Linked DNA regions of Canis lupus: region 1 is linked to region 2. A link is a contact called in public Hi-C data. All regions are on one chromosome and are shown on one strand. Each heading gives the region's core, a stretch centred on a gene start, on an enhancer-like site or on the middle of the called end of the contact. The rest is flanking DNA. Distances are from core to core; before and after follow the strand shown. Region 1 holds the start of PRMT2 (protein arginine N-methyltransferase 2). Region 2 holds the start of PCNT (pericentrin).

The links. Hi-C and Micro-C count contacts between places; a contact is called where the count stands out from the background.
Region 1: a Hi-C map of blood shows a contact between it and region 2, with 2.4 times the contacts expected there. The contact joins the promoter of PRMT2 here to the promoter of PCNT in region 2.

The regions. Positions count from the first base shown.
Region 1 is chr31:39,787,708-39,790,938 of UU_Cfam_GSD_1.0, reverse strand. PRMT2 (protein arginine N-methyltransferase 2) reads right to left here and starts at 1,886. Exons shown (of 11, transcript XM_038581716.1): 1 at 1,749-1,886. LOC106558111 (a long non-coding RNA gene) reads left to right here and starts at 1,871. Exons shown (of 3, transcript XR_005382480.1): 1 at 1,871-2,049; 2 at 2,263-2,418; 3 at 2,540-3,057.
Region 2 is chr31:39,557,648-39,560,920 of UU_Cfam_GSD_1.0, reverse strand. It overlaps PCNT (pericentrin), which reads right to left and starts at 1,451. Exons shown (of 50, transcript XM_038581711.1): 1 at 1,266-1,451. The coding sequence starts at 1,322. C31H21orf58 reads left to right here and starts at 2,184. Exons shown (of 10, transcript XM_038581159.1): 1 at 2,184-3,273.

The DNA.
Region 1 (3,231 bases), core at 637-3,136, 230 kb before region 2:
TTTACTACAGGGCAGGAAGACCATCTCCTACCCAGGCAACAGTCCAGCCAAAGGTCACAGTGTCACAGCCTAGCCAGGGAGACTGTCACAGCCCAGCTAGGGAGACCATCACAGTGTCACAGTCCAGCCAGGGAGACTGTCACGGTGCTACAGTCCATTGGAGAGTCATGGCAGGCATTTACAGCCCAATGCGGAATGTCACGCAGCTCTTACAAACACTGCATTTCCTCCATCTAAGCGTCCCGGGGCTGGTGGTTGAGCCGTGCTCTCTGCAATGTCCGTGGTCTTTACATACAGGTCACAGTCCAGCCAGGAAGACTGTCACAGTGTCACAGTCCAGCCAGGGAGACTGTCACCACCCCACACTCACTTTCCTCCAATGGATTTTCCTTCCAAGCGGCTCCTTCCACCTTTCTCCTTTTTCTCTGTAAAGTAACCTTCCTCTCCCTACATTAGCCAGACTTGCCTTCAATTTTGCGTATCTGACACGGCAATTCCTGTCATTTCTGGAAAAACCCATTTTGTTGGTAAAATAACTGGCTGCTTTATTCCCCAGGTCAAGACCATCTGGGGCTTCCGAGTGTTTCCAGTAATGGGCACCGAAGTGCACATCTTGCAGAGGCTTCTCGCCTCTCGTTCTCAGTTCTCATTTTTTCCCCAAGGACAGTGCAATCCATACTGTGCTCCAAGATGAACGTGTTTTTATCACACAAACGATTCTGTTTGAAATGCATGCCTCACTGATGGAGACTTAATACTCACTTCTGGGACAGCTGTAACTACAACATAAAAGTCAAGAGAAGAGCGTCGTTTAGGACGGAGGCGGGAGTCGGGCTGGGGAGCTGCGCGCACACCCAGCGGGCGGAGGCCGAGCCGCGGGGGAAGGAAGGTTTTCCTCCTGCCCGGCAACAGCCCGGCCAATGGGCGGCCACCACGCGCGGCCCCTGCCAGTCTTGAATAGACCCGGTTCTGCAGGCAAAACACCCAGCGGGGGTTATCAAGGTCAGCCGCAAACGCTACACGTGCACAGAGCATCCTCCTAGGCGCGCGCGGGGGCGGGGGCGGGGGCGGGGGCGGGGACGGGGGTGGGCGGAGCCCGAGCCGGGCTTCGGGGGCCAATGGGAGGAGGGAGCCTGGGCCGGGCTGGGGGCCCGGGGGTGCGTGGGCCGAGGGGGGTTGGGGGGCCCGGGGCGGGGAGGAGGGAGCCTGGGCCGGGCTGGGGCCGTGGGGGGTGGCGGAGGTAGTAGGTACGGAGCCCGGGCCAGGCCTGGGGGCCAACGGGAGGAGGGAGGCCGGGCCGGGAGGGGGGGGGGCGGCCGAGGGGGGACGGAGCCGGGCCGGGCTGGGGGCGCGGGCAGGGCGGGCCAGGCCAGCCAGGTCAGCCGCCCGCGGGGGAGGATCACCGGGACACCCGGGGACTAGCGGCGGGGCGGGAAGCCTGGGGGGCAGGGGCGCGGCGGGCGGGCGGGCGGGGGCGCGGCTCGGGGAGGGCGTGGCCGGGGAGAGGCGCGGCGCCGCGGGGCGGGGCGGGGGCGGGGCCGGAGGGCGGGGCGGGGCCGGGAGGGGCGTGGCCGGCGGTCCCGGAGCCCGCGGTCAGCCGCCGCAGCGCCCGGCTCGCAGGCGGGAGGCTGGGGGTCTTCCCGGGGCCGCGGCCTGGGGCGCCGGCAGCGCACACGCCCAGGAAGCGCTCGCTCGGCACGTCCCGCCCCAGCGCGGTGCAGCCGCCGAGCGGCCCGCGGGAAACCTACCTCAGCCGCCTTCTCGCCGGGGCGCACGGGCGGACAGCGCCGACCAGCAGCCCGAGCCGCCGCCCTCGGCCCGCGCAGGCGCAGTACGGGCCGGCCGGCCGCGGACGCAGCCCCTCCCTGGGCCCCGCGCCCCGCGCCTGCGCAGTCGTACTGGCTCCTTCGTCGGGAGAACGGAACCACCGCCTTCGGCCGCACGCAGGCGCAGTCACTCAGGCCCGTCCTGGCAAAGGCCCTGGCTTGGGGACCAGCGCCCCGCGCAGGCGCACTCCACGGGCCCGCCTTCGTGCGCGCCGACGCTGCGGTTCGGGCGGGGCCGGGGCCGGGACAGAGGGGCGGGGCCTGAGGGGCAGGTGGGCGGGGCCTGGGGTGGGCGGGGCCCGCAGGGTGGGGGCGCGGGGCCGGCCCACCCTAGCGTGAGGATCGTGGGTGACATTGTGGGTGGCTCCAGGGTTCTGGAGCAGGACCTACTTCTGCTTTTCGGTAATAATTCAATCTTCCCGTCTCTGCTGTGCAGTGAGAACTACTTGGTCATCTGCTCCCGTGACAACTGGAGGCCGCGGTGACGTCATTTCGCCCAGAGGAGGCTGAGGTTGAGATGGGGTGACGTCAGCGTCGCCCCCGCGGGCCGCCCGGGGCTGCAGGTGGGGGCGCTGCGGTCCCGGGAGAGCAGGTCGGGGTCACCGTGCAGACCAGCAGGGCACCAGGGGACAGTGAGGGTCGGGCTTTCTTTTTTTTTTTTTTTTTTAATAATCAATTTATTTTTTATTGGTGTTCAATTTGCCAACATACAGAATAACACCCAGTGCTCATCCCGTCAAGCTGCAAAGGGGGCACCCGGGGGCTCGGGTGGCTCAGCCTCTGCCTTGGGCCCAGGTCGTGACCCTCGGGCCCTGGGATGAGCCCCCCACGTCGGCTCCTAGCCCCATCTTCCGCTCTCTCTGTCTCAAATAAATAAAATATTAAAAAAAAAAAAAAAGCAGATGTTTCCACTTTCACTACTTGTACTCAACATTTTTTAGGGAATCCCGGCCAGCACAGTAGTAGGCTAGTGAAGCAGTAACTAAAAGGAATAACTGTCAGAACAAAATTGTGTGCCTTCACAGCTGAGCAGGTTGTTTGCACAAAACAGCCTAAGGAATCACGGAACGATTAGAATACATAGGTGCATTTAGCAAGATTGTAGGATAAAGATCGACATAGGAAAATAAGTGTATTTCTTTAGAGGCGCCTGGTGGCTCAGCCTGTTGAACATCTGACTCTCGGTGTCAGCTCAGGTCCTGATCTCAGGGTCACGGGATCAAGCCCTGTGTCCGGCTCTATGCTCAGTGTGGAGTCTGCTTCAGATTCTCTCTCTCTGTCTCCCTCCTCACTGTCTCTCTCTCAAATAAATAAAATCATAAAGAAAAAGAAGTGTATTGTTTTTTGGCTAGGAGCAAAACATTAGAAATGAACTTGTTAAAAAACCCGTGTAGGGTGACTGGTC
Region 2 (3,273 bases), core at 202-2,701:
ACAGAAGTGCTCACTTTCACAGACAGGAAAATCACATAAGGCCACTTGAGCGAGAAAATCCGTGTCTGCGGGACAGAGCCTGCCTTCCAAGCCAGTCCCGTGTTCCCCCCCACATGGTCATGCCCGACTCTGGCCTGGGGCCTCCCAACAAGAGATGCCCGGTTTCATCTTGCAACAAGGTGACCCTTCCTCGTCACCCCTCCATGCACCTTTACTGCAGGTGGGGGCGGGGAGGGGGGAGGGGGAGGAGGAACACATGCCAAGTATTCAACTCCAGCTCCTCTTCATCTCCCGCCCGTGTTGGTGCCGGGCACCTGCCAGCCACCACCTCCCTCTTTGAACCCCAGTCCACGTCTCTTCTTCGCAAGAAGGCTGCACAAGGCCACCCTGTCCCCTGCCTGTTGCCACGAGACGCTGCTGTCAGGCCACGGCGGGCTGCGATGGGCTCCTTCAAAGGATGCTCCTGCAGAGCATCTCCGGTGACCCGGTCTGTGTCAAACCCCAGTGTCCGGCCACTGCCAACCCCAACACCGCACCTTCACGCGGCTCTACCTGCCAACAGGTGACACCGACCCCGCGCTCAGCCCTGCCCCACAGGGCCTGCCACCTGCCGCAGCTCCCAGGGCACCCACAGGCGCCTCGGTCAGGGGTGGGGCCCCGCCAGGAAGGCCAGCCCGAGGGGCCGCTGCAGCAGGGCCCCCCCTCACCTGGGCCCCAGGGAAGGGGAAGCGGCAGGCCCCGTGCAATGTCAACACTTCAGGTGCCCCCGCACCAACACTCCAAGACTTCCAGACGTTAAAAAAAAAAAAAAAAAAAAGCTGCATAATTCCAGGTACAGCAAAAATCTGCAGATAGTGTCCAGTAGGAGGAGGCCGCGGCGCTAGCGGGGGGCGGGGCAGCTCCTGAGGCCACGCCCCTCCCGGCCTAGCGTTTCCCCGCCCCGCGCACAGGCGCAGCCCCGCGAATCCCGGCATGCCCCGCGCCCGGCCTCCACGCGCGGGAGTCCCACCCCCCACGTACGTCCCCAGCTGGTGATTGGCTGCGGCCGCCACGGGGGCGGGGCCGGGCAGAGGGCGGCGGATTCAAGATGGCGGCGGTCAGGAGGCGGCTTCCAGCCGAGTCGGCGGGAAGGGCAAGGCCTTGGCGGCGGTCCCCGGCGCACCGCATCGCTCCTCGCAGGGGACGGCAGCCGTCGCCGGGACCTGCCCTTGGGAACCCGCGCTGGGACAGCGGGAGGAGGAGCAGGAGGAGGCGCCGCCGTTTACCTTCGCTCTCCCGGCCTCCACCTTTCTGCGCCGCTGCTCTTGCTCATCTTCGTCCATCTCCCTCCGGGGTTTCCCGCGGGCCCCCCGAGAGGGCACGGGGTCCACACGCCGCCGCCCTCCGCTCTATTTACACTCCCTCCCCCTAGTCCGGGCTCGCCCTCCCCCCGCGACAACTGTCACGCAGACGTGAGCCCGGCTCCGCCCCCAGCGTGCGCCGTCCGCCCCGCAGCCAATCAGGGGCGCCGTGGTCCTGCCCTCGCGCACGCGCAGTCGGGGCGGGGCGGTCCACACGGGACTCCGCCCCTGCCGGCAGCTGGCCTCCCATTGGCGGGATGAAGGCCCCGCCTCCCAGCGGGGCCAATGGCGGGGCGCGAAGGCCTCGGAGCCCTCTGTGATTGGTCGGATTTGAAGAGGGCGTCGCAGCTGCGGGCGCGGGCGCGGAGGGCGGCTTCCCGGCGCGGGCTGCGGGGCCCTTGGGCGGTCGTGTCCCCCGTCGGGTCCCCCCGGAGCTGCCGGTCGGCGCCAGGGAGCCAGGCCCGGAGCTCGCGGGCCGCGCGGAGGGCCCCTCGGTGGGCGGTGGCGGGAGCCGAACTCCGGTTCCCCGGGCGCCGCCCCCGTGTGACCCCTGGACCGCGCTGCGGCCGCGCGGGGGGGCGGGGCGGGGACTCTCCTCCCTGGGGACGCGCTTCCGGGCGGAGTGGGCACCGGCCCGCAGCCTTGACCCCGGGGTCAGGGGGGGATGGGGGGACCCCGGGGGGGACAGGCCGGGCCGCGCCTTGACCCCGGGGTCAGAGGGGGATGGGGGGACCCTGGGGGGGGGACAGGCCGGGCCGCGCCTTGTCCCCGGGGTCAGAGGGGGATGGGGGGACCCTGGGGGGGGCGGGCCAGGCCGCGCCTTGACCTCGGGGTCAGGGGGGGATGGGGGGACCCTGGGAGGGAGCGGGCCAGGCCGCGGCATCTATCCGGGGCTCCCCAGGGACCGGCCCGCAGCCTTGACCCCCGGGGTCAGGGGGGGCCCTGGGGGGCGGTGGGGTCAGCCTCCCACTCCTGACGTCACTCGGCCCGGGCTCCAGCCCCAGCGCGGCTGCTGCTCAGAGGGGACTCAGCTGGACACGCTGCCCCCGCGCGCTCTTTAAAGCAAATAAGTCTTTGAAGAGTAAAGTCTTAAAATTTTCAAAGAAAAAAGGGGAAGACAGCTCTGGTTGTGCATTCGCGGTCTGCGTGGGAGTCCAGTCTCGTGAAATCACTGCTCCTCGGCCTCAGACTTGGCTTGAAGCTGCTTGTCCAGCGGGGAACAGCGCAGGGCCCTATTCCCAGCCCTCGGTCGGCTGCGCAGCTCCATGGAAGCTGATGGACCCACCAGCAACTCCGCGCGTCTCACCCGGTGTCGTGTTGCTGTCGCCAGACCGTCCATGCTTGGGCTTTCACCGAGGGCCGATCCTGTCTAAACGGGCTTCACGCTCTCGGTCTCGTTTTAACTCTTCTCATTCCTGATGGAGATGCCGTTTAGGGTGAAATGGAAAAATGAGAGCGAACCCCTGCCCGCCCCCCGCGCGGTATCAACCTAGAACAGCACCGTGTTTGTCGCAGGATTGGGGAACCGCAGAGCTCAGGCCGGTGACACGGACAAGGTGGGGGCACCCACGTGGGGAGGAGACGCAGGACACCACCGCTGGGCTCCCGCGGCCGTGGGAAATGCAGACGCCGCTGCTGCAGGCGGGGCCCGTCTAGAGCAGGGTAGGGTGACACGACCTCAGGTGGCCTGCGGCAGAGACAAAGGGGCACAGAAAGCAGGACTGCGGTGCGCAGCCTTGTTCTGGGCCCCCGGGGGGCCTGCTGCCCCGCTCACCGGCTCCTGCACCTGGACTCGGAAAGACCGTGTGCAGGCCGTGTGCCTCCTGCTTGCTCCCTGACACGGGACGCGTGAGGATGATGCCCTCCCATTAGCGCGCAGTAGTGGCAGCCGTGGACACAAGCGGGTCTCCCACCCTGTGACGCTGTGCAGTCA